Regions from separate parts of the Mus musculus genome. Here region 2 is linked to region 1. Evidence: chromatin contacts called from public Hi-C data. All regions are on one chromosome and are shown on one strand. Each heading gives the region's core, a stretch centred on a gene start, on an enhancer-like site or on the middle of the called end of the contact. The rest is flanking DNA. Distances are from core to core; before and after follow the strand shown. Region 1 overlaps Pgm1 (phosphoglucomutase 1). Region 2 overlaps Raver2 (ribonucleoprotein, PTB-binding 2).

Evidence for each region. Hi-C and Micro-C count contacts between places; a contact is called where the count stands out from the background.
Region 2: a Hi-C map of the CH12 cell line shows a contact between it and region 1, with 2.3 times the contacts expected there. The contact joins two enhancer-like sites. A contact is called at or near these places in 4 of 39 promoter capture datasets (hippocampal neurons, liver, second pharyngeal arch cranial neural crest and 1 more), 2 of 15 datasets of contacts at CTCF or cohesin (large pre-B cells and pro-B cells), 11 of 484 Hi-C or Micro-C datasets (the CH12 cell line, the G1E-ER4 cell line, the P5424 cell line and 6 more) and 3 of 115 datasets of contacts at active chromatin or transcription factors (astrocytes, embryonic stem cells and large pre-B cells).

Annotation. Positions count from the first base shown.
Region 1 is chr4:99,938,001-99,944,666 of GRCm38.p6, reverse strand. The region is part of intron 1 of Pgm1 (phosphoglucomutase 1); the gene reads right to left. Among named protein-coding and RNA genes, the nearest start is that of BC062258, 12 kb to the right of the region's middle. Within about 2 kb of position 2,481, at least 57 of the 459 cell types and tissues checked have an H3K27ac peak or open chromatin away from gene starts, as enhancers often do. A contact at or near this core is called in the CH12 cell line, where this site is marked.
Region 2 is chr4:101,139,148-101,145,813 of GRCm38.p6, reverse strand. It overlaps Raver2 (ribonucleoprotein, PTB-binding 2), which reads right to left. Exons shown (of 12, transcript NM_183024.1): 11 at 6,583-6,666. Among named protein-coding and RNA genes, the nearest start is that of Gm22100, 39 kb to the right of the region's middle. Within about 2 kb of position 3,818, at least 10 of the 459 cell types and tissues checked have an H3K27ac peak or open chromatin away from gene starts, as enhancers often do. A contact at or near this core is called in the CH12 cell line, where this site is marked.

The DNA of each region.
Region 1 (6,666 bases), core at 1,232-3,731:
GTGGTAAGGGGCCTTCATGGTTCCAGTGAGGTAGAAAAAGTGAACTACACAGAGGACACACCAAGGCAAACCAGAGGGAAGGGTTACAGCAGACACTGTATCCTACTAGACTTGTCAACAAATGTCAGAGAAAGTCTGGTGTGTCGGCATATACCTGGAATCCCAGCACTTGGGAGGCGGAGGCAGGAGGATTGTCATGAGTTCAAGGATTACACCTCAAGTTCCAGGCTAGCCAAGGCTATACAGTAAGACTGTCTTTAAAACAGTGTATACATATTTATTTGTTTATGTGTTTATATATACACGCATATAGGCATGTCTCAGGGAGATCTGTAGAAAAATAGCTGGACTGTGTAATTGTTTTCAGTGTGGTTCTTTTGCGTCTGTAAATTATGTATTTTACCTAATTACTCAAGTTTAATTCATTCTACAATACCAATCTGGACCATGAACCCAAGTTCAGAAGCTTGCTTTACTGAAGACATCAGGTGAGATGAAGACCTGTTTCATGTCATGTAGCCTGCTAGTTAAACAACAGCTACAGCAAACCTCTGGAGTTTCCGTGTCACTGGACAAATACTGCGACCAGCCCTACTCCGAAACAGCCTTTTGGGTTTGCTGGCCTAAGTCTCCAAAACTCTCTGTCCCCTCAGAGTCATGAAGTTAATTCCAGGACCAGGTTGAAGGTTGGCCTGTCTATGAAATAAATCCAGGGACTGTGTATGTTGGTGAGGCTGCAGAGATGGAGAAACTGCTACTCACTGTAGGTGGGGATGCACATTGGTATCACCGTCATAAATTAATATAAAGGCGCCTCAAAACACTGTGAGTAGAGCAGTGTGGCCCAAGTATCCCAGTGCTGATTATAAATGCAATGGAAGAGAGACAGCCACTATTCACCAAAGCCAAGATCCAGGTCACCTGAGTCCAGAGCAAATGAATAGGGAAACTGTCACACAGATACAAAATGGACCACTAGTCAGTCATGAAAAAAAGAAAAAGAAAAAAATGTCTTTTGTTCATGGCCACATGGATAGAACTGAGTGTTCCCAAAGCACATTACCACATAACCAGGCACTGAGGCTCCGCTAGGTAACTGTCTAAGGGACAGAAAGCTTCCAAAACTGTTCAAGAGAGGCCCTGGGAACAAGGGGACCTCTTCTTTGTTCTGGCCACTTCTTACAACTGTCCTCGAATCCTAATGGGCAGCGGCATTGTGTACGAAAGAAACCCTGACGCTCCGGGACAATCCTGCTTACATCAGGACTGCCCGGCATGCACCTTTGAGACGAGATAGCCAGGTGTCAGACCAAAGACTGCTAGACTTGTCGTCTGAACCTAGCTTCCCAGAATAGGCTCCTCTCCCACCCCGAGAGCCTGCATGAAGCCGGGGGCGGGATAAAACACCTGTGCTCTGCAACACACAGGTCGACAGTGTGCAGTGTGCTGCTAGGTGCTGGCAGATCTGCTAAGAGAAGCCAGGCTGGGAAGGAAGGTGGGAACTGCTGCGGGACCCTTGGCAGTATCCAGTGCATTTCCCACGGAACCCTGACCTACCCACTGAGGCAGCCGACAAAGCCTGAGTGTGACTTGTCCAGGCAGTCTGTCTATTCATCGTCTTAATCTCCTAAAAACTACGCTATGACATACTAACTTGAAAAATAAGTAAAAAGAAATTCAAGGGGCTAGGGCTCTAGTTCAGTTGCAGTGTTGGCCTAGTATGCAAACGCCTGGGTTTGAGCTTCACCATCTCTCCTCCCCCACAATAAGGACATTTATAACTAACCCTAAACAGAACATCCGGTAATGAACAGTGTATCCAGGAACCAAACTCTTGTGTTAGGCTGACTCTGAAGTCATACTATAATAAAATGAAATGAAAGAAATAATCTAATTTTTTTTAGTATATTTGTGTTTTGTGTGTGTGTGTGTGTTACTGTGCACACGAGTGCATGTGTGTCCCTTCCCAGAGACAACTTCAGGACTCAGCTCCCCCCACCCCCACCCTGGATCTCACCTTTCCCTGGGAGCCTCCCCTTCAACCTGGAAGTAGCTATGATAAAGATCCCCCCCTCCTCCTCAAGAAGCCCAGAGTCTGGGCTGTTGAGCTGCTCTTCAGCTCACCTGAGGCTTTATCACATGGGCTCTGCTGTTTGGGACAGGACTGAATCAGCCCAGGGAGTGGCTTGCCTGAATCAAAAGTACAGTTTCAATGACGACCATGGTAACTGGCGCTCAGGCTGCACCCCGAGTTCCTCAAGCATTCAGAAGCCTATGAACTCAACCCGTTCCCATGACACTCTTCACTAGAGATCAGAACTCACCCCTGATCACAGGAGAGGACTCTGAGCCTGAGAGATGACAGGCAGAGCTCATAACATTTCACAGGAAATTGAAACTACAGCGTGAACCCAAGTCAATTCCAACTCATTCTATGAGCTACTTCTTAGTGCAATGCAGGGTGCCACCCAGTGGCCTGTCTTCTATTTGGCATTACGTCAGAGGCAGTCCACAGGGACACTGTGAAGGACCGCTGCTTGCTTCATGTGACAGATAGTCCTGGTCTGGTGCCATCAAAGCAGCAGCAGAAGTGTGTGTATGTGGGGAGGTAGGGGGGTGTCTCTGGGTTCCCATCACATGCTAATTGTAGTAGATTAAATGGTGGTCTCTCCCACCCCCCACTCTTCACTCAGAGCCTGTGCTGGATGGTGACCTTGCTTGATAAAATGACTTTACAAGTTAAGGATCTTGAGATAAGAGCCTTCTGGATTACCGAGGTGGGCCCTAGATCTAAGGACAAGAGTCCTTCTGACAACAGAAGAGGAAAGAGGGCGTGGCATAGCAGTAAACCGCATACTTCAGGCCTAGAGCCGAATTCCCCAGCATAGAAATCCGGGGTGGGAAAGAAGACAGGCATACGAATATGGCCTTGTGAAGTCAGAAGTAGTGACTAGGCATGTGCTAGGAAGCCCTGGGCTACCCAAAGTGAGAAGGGTCACAGAAGGGTCCTCTGGCTACTAATTCTGCTGCCAACATCTTGCTTTTAGACTTCTGGCCTCCAAAAATAGATGAGAAATTTCTGTTTTTTAAGCCCTCAGCTAGTGGTCATTTGTCTCAGCAGTCACAGGAAACTAACCTACGTTACAGTTTTAGCTATCCATGAATGGGCCCGTCTCTCCAATGACCACACAGCTTTACCTGTGTTTCACCGGACACCTTGCACGGTCACTGGCACACAACGTGTCACTGTTTATCAAATGAACAGGTCCATGTGTCCCAGGAGGCTGATGACAGTATTAGATGTGTTTCTGGGTGCTTCCTATCTGGAGGACGACACTGGCCTAGGCCAGGGAACCACACCACAGATTCATCTTAAGGTATCATATGGAGCTGAGCCCTCAGATCCAGCAGCTGTATGGCTGTGCCTCACATGGACCAGGGACCACTGCCTGAACAGGCAAATCTAAGACACACTATAGGGCTGGAGATAGGATGAGATACCCATGCAGTGGGTGGCGGCAGACACAAACGACCCTCTCCTCGTCCCCCTTTCCTCTCTGTCTTCCAATGGTCTCAGTATTTAAAATCATTGTGAAACCCTTAGAATTATCAGAACGCTCTGTTTAGTAGATCGTCGGGCACTACAGTGCTTCACAAAGGCTGGTGCATCCTCACACTAACGCATAAGCCACTCATCGCTTCTCTCTATTAGATCTTCCGTGGGAAAGCTGGCAAGGCTGAGCTGTGTGCTAAGCACTTTTCTCATGGGGTGAATCACAAAGAGCCGGAGCAGAATATGTGGCCCCACCTACGGAAGATGCTCAACCTTCGCGCCAGCCGCAGTCTTTCCCCCCAATGCATCTGAGTAGTCCACACGTACTTCCCCTCTGCTTCATTTAAGATCTTCCTTAATTTGAGCCACAGAATACATTTTTCAAAGGCCCCATGAAGACCCTGGAATATAACAGTTTTATTACTACTAAGTCAAAAGGCCTTTCCCTGTCCTCACTCAGTAATGCCATCCCAACTCCATATCCTTAATTCTTTACTACCGTGGATCAGGTGGGCACTGTCATAGACTTGGGCTTCTGTGACTTTGAGCTGATGGGACTATCTTCCTAGGAGAGGTCTTGGTATTTAGCGGTTTGTTTGCTGTGCGGGGAAACAAACTTTCCCGATGTTACACAGTTGCAAAATGGCCACGGAAAGCATGCGTTCACCAGAGTGGTCCCTGTGGTAGATGAGGTTGGCTAAGTAAACAGTATTGGCTCTGTGGCATGACACAGGAAAGTGGGACTGTGGGGTTCCCCTCAGCATGAGCTGTCGTCTAAGATCCTCTCTATAGTGTGAGGAGGGTGCACACGGTCACTCGCTTCTGGCTCTGCGCCAGCATATTCATCCCAGCACCGGCTTAGGGAGCAGCAAGATCTCCAAACGAAGCTGACACTCCACTTACTCTTTTAGGGGAAGCTGTCTTTCCTGTCTGCGGCACTTCCTTTGAAAGTCCTCAGTCATAACAGATTTCATCCTTTGAGAATAGATTTGAACTTTGAAAAGAGACAAAAAAAAAATTGTCTGGAGCCATGTCTAATGAATAAAGTGGGTGTTCAAATCTCATTACATCATTTTAAGTGAAAAATGAAGCCTGACTATAAAATAATGTGACTGCTTTTCCTACGTGGCCCATAAACCAGTGGCCTGAAAAATAATTCCCACAGAGGTGTTTCGAAAGGCTCTGAGCACTGGACACGTGACTGGAGTAAGTGCACAGTCCCAAAGAGGCCATGTGTCAGGGAACAATACTAACGGGGACGTGGAAGCTCAGATATGCTGGTTAAAAGAGAACTCTGATTGCTTATGCTCTTGAGAAGCGGGGAGAAGTTATTCTCCTGGAGACACTGAAACTGGTCCTTCTCTTCTGGACAGCCTTGTTTGCTTTGACAGAAAGTGGCTGAGAACAATGCCCTTGCCTTCAGCAAGACTTCACCAGCATTACTAAACCCTTAAAGACAGACACATACAGTCCCATGCTCCAGGCAGGCCCTGTAGCATGTGAGTGACCGTGTGCACCCTCCTCACACTATGGAAAGGAGCTTAGACAACAGCTCATGCTGAGGGGAACCCCACAGTCCCACTTTCCTGTGTTATGCCACAGAGCCAATACTGTTTACTTAGCCAACCTCATCTACCACAGACATCGCTTTCCCTCAGCATCCCCTCTTAGCACCCCTGGATGATTGCTCTGGCTTATCATGCTACCCCATCCATCAGGAAGGCCCTTGGGAAAGAAGACGCCACCATTGTGGCTCTAACGTGTAGGCAGTGTGAACACCACCATATGCTTTCTGCTGCACTTTGGATCTTGAGTGTCCCCAAAGCCCCATGTGCTAAAAGCTTGGTCCCCAACATGGTATTTGGGCGAAGAAGTAGAACCTTCCAGAGGACAGGCCCCGAGGAGAGGGCATGCCTCTCTCCTCAGAAGCTTGTGGACTCCAGCCTCTTTTTGCATCTCTCTGCTCCAGGCTTGTGATAAACGTTGTTTTGCTCTACCGCATGTACCACATGCTCCTGACATAAGCTGTCTTACCATAGAGCCTGCCAGCAGTGAGTGTGTCTGGTCTCAGACAGGAACCTGTAAACCCATGAGTCAAAATAAACCTCATTGCTTTATAAGCAGCCCAGGCAAGTGAGCAGAGCAGCAGCCCAGGCATGTGAGCAGAGCAGGCCAGCAGCCCACAGTCTATGAGTGTCCTACTGACACTATTCTATCCACCTACCTGTACATACACACATATGTGGCTATAAAGTTACGTTCTTACACACGTTAGTTACTGGATGCTACACTTGAGGGGCTTTCCACAGCCTGATGGAGAGAACACCAGACACCTAGAGACTGGAGCCACTGCTCTGACTGCACTGCTAGAAGCATCTGAACTACTTGCCCTGGGGTAGGGGTGGGGCTAGTGTAATGGTGGGTACTAGGACAACAAAGCAATGGACCGAGGCAGGGATTTGAATTTTCCCTTCTCTCTCTTAAGTTCTACAGGCACTTTAGCTAACCACATGCCTAATATACTGGGTAACATGTGCTAGAGGACATGTATCCTTTGGAGGACACGTGTCCTTTGGAGGACATGTGTTAGGCTTAGTTCTGGCCCAGGACACTATTGGGACTTTAAGAGGTATTTAGTAGGTTGGTGTCCTTGAGTGGGACAGTGGAATCCAGTCACAGCCTCTGTACTAGGCCATAAACAGCATCTACTTCCTCTACCATACACCAGAGAACCCACTATGACATACTGTGCTACTACAGAGCCACTGCAATGGGGACAACAGTCCACCCATTGAAAATTCTCGTAAGCTAAATAAGCCTTTCCTCCTCTGACGCTGACTCCACTCAGGCGTCTGTTGCTATACTGGAAAGATGGTTCCTAGGCACATCTCTTTCCGCTGCCTATGACCCAAACATGGGTAAGAGCAAGCGGGGTGCATGGGAAAACATCTGCCATCAGGTGGGCAAGCATGAGCAGGATGGCAAAGCCATGAGACCACAGGAGGCCGGGCCTAACCTACTTGTTGGATCACCATATAGACTGCATAGTATATACAGTGTTCACTTTGGGGGCCACCTCGGAGTATCTATCTCCAGAGCAGCCAAACTGAGCT
Region 2 (6,666 bases), core at 2,569-5,068, 1.2 Mb before region 1:
GACAGACCTGTTCATCTTTACCTCAGACTCTGAAATATCAAACTGTCTATAGCTATCCAAATTAAAAAGATCTTTCAGCTAATAATGCTATTAGACTTTAAAATAACTCCATTTGTTTCTGGCTTCATTTTTCATCGTCCACTTCAAATATCTAGGACATGTAATTTTGGGAAAAATCAGCTGCATCTCAGTGTTGAGTACAGTAACTATAGCCAGGGATGTGGGGAGGTAACTACTTAAAATCAGCTGCATCTCAGTGTTGAGTACAGTAACTATAGCCAGGGACGTGGGGAGGTAGCTACTTAAAATCAGTTGCATCTCAGTGTTGAGTAACTACAGCCAGGGACGAGGGGAGGTAGCCACTTAAAACTGGCTTCTAAGGAGCTCTAGATTGGAACACGCCGGGTTAACGTGGTTACGGTACGCACTTTGGAACTTCAGGAACACTAAGTAAATATGCTTCCTCTATTTAGGATAACTAAGGTTTGTTTCTAAACTACCACACTCCAGGGCTGGCAGGATGGCTCAACAGTTAAAAGCGTGTATACTGCTCTTACAGAGAATGTAAGGTCCGCTCCTAGCCCCACACTGGTCGGCTCCAAGAGAATCTGGTTCACCCTCCCTGCCTCTGCAGGCACCTGCTTACATGCACATACTCTGACACAAACACATATGCATATAAGTAACAAGTAAACACTGAACATATCGTTAGTCCAGTGTTTGTTTCTATGTACAGAGCTGGAAGACTCAGTCTGACCCCAGAGTATCCCCGCACTGCCAGTGACAGCCGCTGACTCTCCGTCTGACCCCAGAGTATCCCCGCACTGCCAGCGACAGCCGCTGACTCTTCCTCTGCACTCCCAGAGCAGTCATCTGACTTTCCCTACAGATTTACTTATTCTGAACACTGCACATAAACAGAATCATACATGTGGCCTCTTTGGCTTACTTCACTTAGCATGCTTTTGTGGTTCATCATGCTGCTCATTTGCTTGCTAACTTGTAGACAACTGGGCCTTTCCATTTTGGCTGTTAGAGATAATTTACCGTAAACATTAGTGTATAAACTGGTATGTAGATACATTCAAATTCTCTTAGCACATATCTACAAGTCAAACTCTTAGTTTGAGGAATGCTAACTTTTACTGACAGTTCACCATGCCTTTGCCCATATAGCTGTGACTCTTTTTCCTTCCAGTTTCTTGGTGTGGGTCATCTCATATGACCTACATTCCATGCTTGTCACTCTTATCCCTGCTGACATCTGCTGCAGTCCCTTAATGAAGTTTTTATTATGTTGACAGCCTGCTTGGTGTGGCCCAGCTCCCACACTGCCCAAGGTCGTTCTTTACATATGACTCACTTTAATTCTTTATACCGTCGTCTCCTAAGTCCAACACCCAGGAGACCTTATGAGCATTTTGTATTACCTGCTTCCCCTGTGCACGGTGTCTTAGTCAATGTTCTATTGTTGACATCATGACCATGGGAACTTTTATAAAGGAAAACATTTAACTGGGGCTGGCTTACAGTGTCAGAGGTTTAGTTCCTTGTCATCATGGCAGGAAGCATGGCAGAGACGGTGCTGAGGAACAACATGGCAGAGATGGTGCCGAGAGATCTACATCTGGCTTGGCAGGCAGCAGGAAGAGAGACAAGAGGCCTGTCTTCAACAATTGAAACCCAAAGCCACACCTACTCCAAAAGACCACACCTCCTAATCATTGTCAAGTACTGCCACTCCCTAATGACCACGCATTCAAATCTATGAGTCGATGAGGGTCACTGCTATTCAAACCACCACATTTCCTGACTTGTCTGATTCCTCTCTCTCTCTCTCTCCCTCTCTCTCTCTCTCTCTCTCTCTCTCTCTTTCTGTTCTATTGATTTTTCTGTTGTTGTTGAAAACTGAAGATCATTTAAATGAAATGATGTGGTGACTGGAAATGAATCTACAAACCCCTCTCTTTTGTTACTGTTCAGTAGCTTCTTTTGAACTTGTGAAAAGTCAGTTCTCCTGGCTGTGTGAACTGCTGTTATCTGTTAATGGCTACCCTATAGATTGCGATGCACATTCATGCACAATGCAGAAACCTTCAAATCCCTATTTCACTTGCTCCATTCTGGCCCTGGCATTAGGGCTGTAAGATAACTATCTGCATGCATTACAGTGTCAACGATGCTCTGTACTGGTTCCCTATGAACTCAAAGGGGGGAAACAGTTGTCATCTGCACATTTTATCAGTCCTGACAGTGGCTCTCGCTGCTGGAGAGGCTGCTAGACACCATGTGATGTCCAGGGAAGGCCCAGCAATTATTCAACCCCAGATGACACTGGTGCCAAGGCTGCAGTCTCTGAGACAATACGCATTGTTGTTACCCCGTTACTGTCTAGATCATCTCTCTGTAAGTCTGACTCCTGTACACGATCGTGAGTTCCTGATTTACGAGAGGGGACTCTGCTCATGAGATCTGTGTTTTTTGAAGAAAATTTTGATCGTTCGTTTTTCAAACATTTTATACTCCATTAACCGCATCTCCTCCACTGATATGCACTTCTAGCTGCTTGGTCTGCTCCCGGGGCTCTGAAGAGCCTGCTCACTGGTTTCCACTCTCTCCTCTGCCTGCTGCTTTTCTAGTGGTGAATCTTTCCTTCCTGTCTTTCCAGTCCTGTGCTGTTCCCATCTAATGTAATCTTTAATATCACAAAACAACTGCTAGGCAGTGGCGAATGCCTTTACTTCCAGCACTCAAGAGGCAGAGCGAGGCAGGTCTGAATTTGAAGCCACCCTGGTCTACAGAGTGAGTTCCAAGACAGCCAGGGCTACACAGAGAAACCCTGTCTTGAACAAACCAACAAACCAATCAAAAAGAGAGAGAGCGAGAGCGCTAAACAACTCCTGTCAGTTCTAGAATTATTAAATTCTTTTATAGTGTGTAACTCTCTGAGACCCCCTATGTGTCCATGATGTCATCATGTTATTTGCCATTTATGTTTTAATGTCATTGTTTACTGATACCAACACCTGGTCATTGCGGCTCCATCTCCCTCATGAAATGTTTTATATCTGTAGGTTATTTTACCTACATGTATGTCTGTGCACCACATGTGTGCCTGGAGCCCATGGAGGCCAGAAAAGGGCCCCAGGCACTGGAGTTAACAGACGGTTATGAGAGCTGCCATGTGGGTTCTGAGAATCAAACCCAGGTCTGCTGGAAGAGCAGCCAATACCCTTAACTGCTGAGCCAACCCTTCACCCCCAACTTCATAGTTAATTGTGAATTACTGGATGCTGAGAACGAGAAATGGAAAAAGTACGGACTCCATTATCTTCCTCTGTTGAGGACAGTTTGTTCTAACTCAGTGGTTCTTAGCCATCCCAATGCTGCAACCCTTTAGTGCAGTTCCTCATGTTGTGCTGACCTCAACCGTCAATTTTTTTTTGTGTGTGTAGCTAATTCATAAGTGTAATTTTGCTACTGGTAATATAAACATCTATGTTTTCTGGTGGTCTTAGGGAACCCCTATGAAAGGGTTGTCTGTTGCCCAAAGGGCTTGTGACCCACAGGTTGAGAAAGTTCAAAATCCAAGTGTCGCCTCTGCGCTGGACTTCACCGACCATCAAGCTTTGGCTCTGACATCTCCCTGACAGCAGCGGTTCAGTGCTCAGCCAACTAGGTTAGGCTGGAGTTTCACGATGGCTCCGGGGCTCCTACCCATGTGCTTCCCTCTGTTCCAGGACTTTACAGCTTCACAGCCCTTAGGCTTCCTCTGTGACTCAGGTCACCAGAAGTGCAGATTTGCATTGAGTCAAGCAAAGAGCCTCAGAAACATGACTGTCCCCCAGGGGAATTCCCCTTGTCAGGACCTGACACCCTTCAGCGTTTGCTGAAGTATTCCCCAACGCTTTCAAACAGCAGCTGCTTTTTTCAAATGCACTCCAGATTTTATCAGGGATTTAATAACAATAACTTCATATTCATTAGAAACACCAAGTAGCAAACCCTTAAATGGATAACTTTACTTCAAAGTGAAATCATGCCATCTACTATCTGACACAACCGTCTGTCACAATCCTTATGCCCAAGAACCTAAACAGAGTTTCCAGGAGCTACTACTGCAGCGACATGGACCCTGCAGTCTGAGAAATCATTGACAAACCATAGAGACAGGGAGAGTTAATTACGCCATCGGCTCTTCCACCTACACCATGAAGGGACAGTTTAAAACTCACCAGCATGGTAGTAAGATGGAATGTTCACACTGTCTAACATGCAAGATCCTAAGGGCAATCCCAGTGCTATTTTTAAAAAAATGATTAAGAACTGAGTTGGGATATAGTTCAAGAGTAGCTCGAATGCTTGCCTAACACGCACAATTGAGCTTTTGGCTCAATCCCTCAGTGACGGTGGTGATGATGGTGATAAATGCTTACACTGTGTGCTGGGTAGTTTTTATTGTCAACTTGACACAACCTCAGTTACCTAGGAAGAAGGAACCTCAACAGAGCTGACTGGATCAGACTGCCCTGTGGCCAGTGTCCTCCATTAATATGGGAGGACCCAGGACCCAGGATGCTGTGGATGGAGTACTACTCAGATATACATATATAAACATGTATACATACACACATACATATACATACACACATATATATACGTACTTATACATACATACATATATACACACATATACATAAACACACACATATATGTGTGTTTATGTATATATGTCTGTATGTATATACATGTGTATTATGTATGTATATATATAGATAGATAGACAAACTGATACACAGACAGACAGACATATATAAGATGAGCAAGCCACAGAGTGAGCAGCATTCCTCCATGGTTTCTGCCACCAGGATTCCCCTGTCCTGACTTCCCTCCATGATGGATTCGGATATGGAAATCTGAGCCAGAAAGACCCTTTCTTTCCCAAGTTGCTTTTGGTCATGGTGTTTATCACAGTAACAGAAAAGCAAACTAGAACACACTGCAAAGGAAGTAGCAACTGTTTAAAGTACAGAGATGCAAGGGTCTAGCTCAGAACCTGCCCACCCACAGGTGAGCAGCTGTCTCTGTAGAGGCCCTGCCAGTGCCAGCATATTTACCACAATCTAAGAACCAGGTCTGCAGTGGCAGAAGAGACCAACTTCAAAGACACACGCAAAATGAAAAATGTGGGACAAAAAGGAACTTTCTTTGAGGCTTAAAATACACATTTCGCTAAACCCTTAAAAATAAATATGTTTCTCCTGCTTTGGAAAGTAAACTTTGTTCGCCATGAAGAAAGAAAAATAGAACTGTATAGGACTATAGCTTGTGAACATCTTCACAATGGATTATGAAGATTATATCATGTCTTTATACATTATTTTATATCACTTAAGATAATCAAGTTGTATTTACTGGTAAGGATGCTTGCACTGTCTTAGGTGAACATTTTTGTTGTTTCTAATCTTCACAACTGCCATAAATGACTGTGTTTTTATCTCCAATACTTTACTTTCGTTCCTTACATACAATCAGTGGGCAGCGTCCTTATCTATGTCATTACTGAATACATTAACAAAGCTGGAATCTGAGAAAGAGAATGGCTTCTTCGTGACATCAGCTCTGACCCCCATTCTCTCTCTTAATTAACCACATCAAAGCATCTTGTGAACGTAATTTCGAATAATTCTCCATGTTCTTGGGTTCTACAACCATACATTAAACCAACTGCATGCTGGGAATATTTGAAGATCTCTGCACTTGCCCCAAATACGTGAACAACAGCACAGTGTAATTACAGAGCATTTCCATCACACCAGTAATCTAAAGAGGTTCAAAGATGAAGAGATTTTCCCAGAAAGATTGCACCCACGGCACCATATAAGAGAGACCTGAGCACCCATGGAGCCCTGGAACGAACATCCTATAGATCCCGAGGGTTGGCTCCTCTGTTATGCTATGGCTCTGGTATACAGCTGGGCGTGGTGGTGCATACACACACAAACCCAGCACTTGGGAGGCTGAGGCACTGTGAGTTTAAGGACAGCCAGCCCGGTTTATCTAGTGAAACTCTGTCCCCCCAAATCAAACACCCCACTAGAGTTAGTATAGGAATACCTGTCCGTGGGAACATTTTCTACATCTCTTAAGCAATGATCAGGCATGGATGGGTTTTTTCTTGATTTTTTAAGGACCGCACTCACGTAAAACAGAGGGCAGCAGAATTCTCAGGAAAGAGTCAGGTAGTAAATATTTAACTTTGTAAGCCATGTAGGTCTATTGTATTGGGTATGATAGCATTATGGAAAATATATAAATGAACGGATGTGGCTATGTGCAACCAAAAAATAGATGGTAGGATGGATGTCATTTGAGGACCACTAGAAAAACTGTAAGAGGTAAAATACTTGGTATAAAAAATATTAAAACAATTTCTTGAACCTACCCCCAAATTTCAAATGATGAGAGATCATTCTGTGTGTTCTCACAACTAAAGCTGTCATGATCTAAACATGACCAACAGCCTCAGTGTAGAGTTGGACTAGTTTCTCCCTGTACTGTTCTGATCTGCACATCATTTACCTGGGCATAATCCTCGATGGATGGAGAATAGGCGATGCACTTCTCCAGTGCATGCTGGGACTCACTTCCCTGAGAGATCGCATC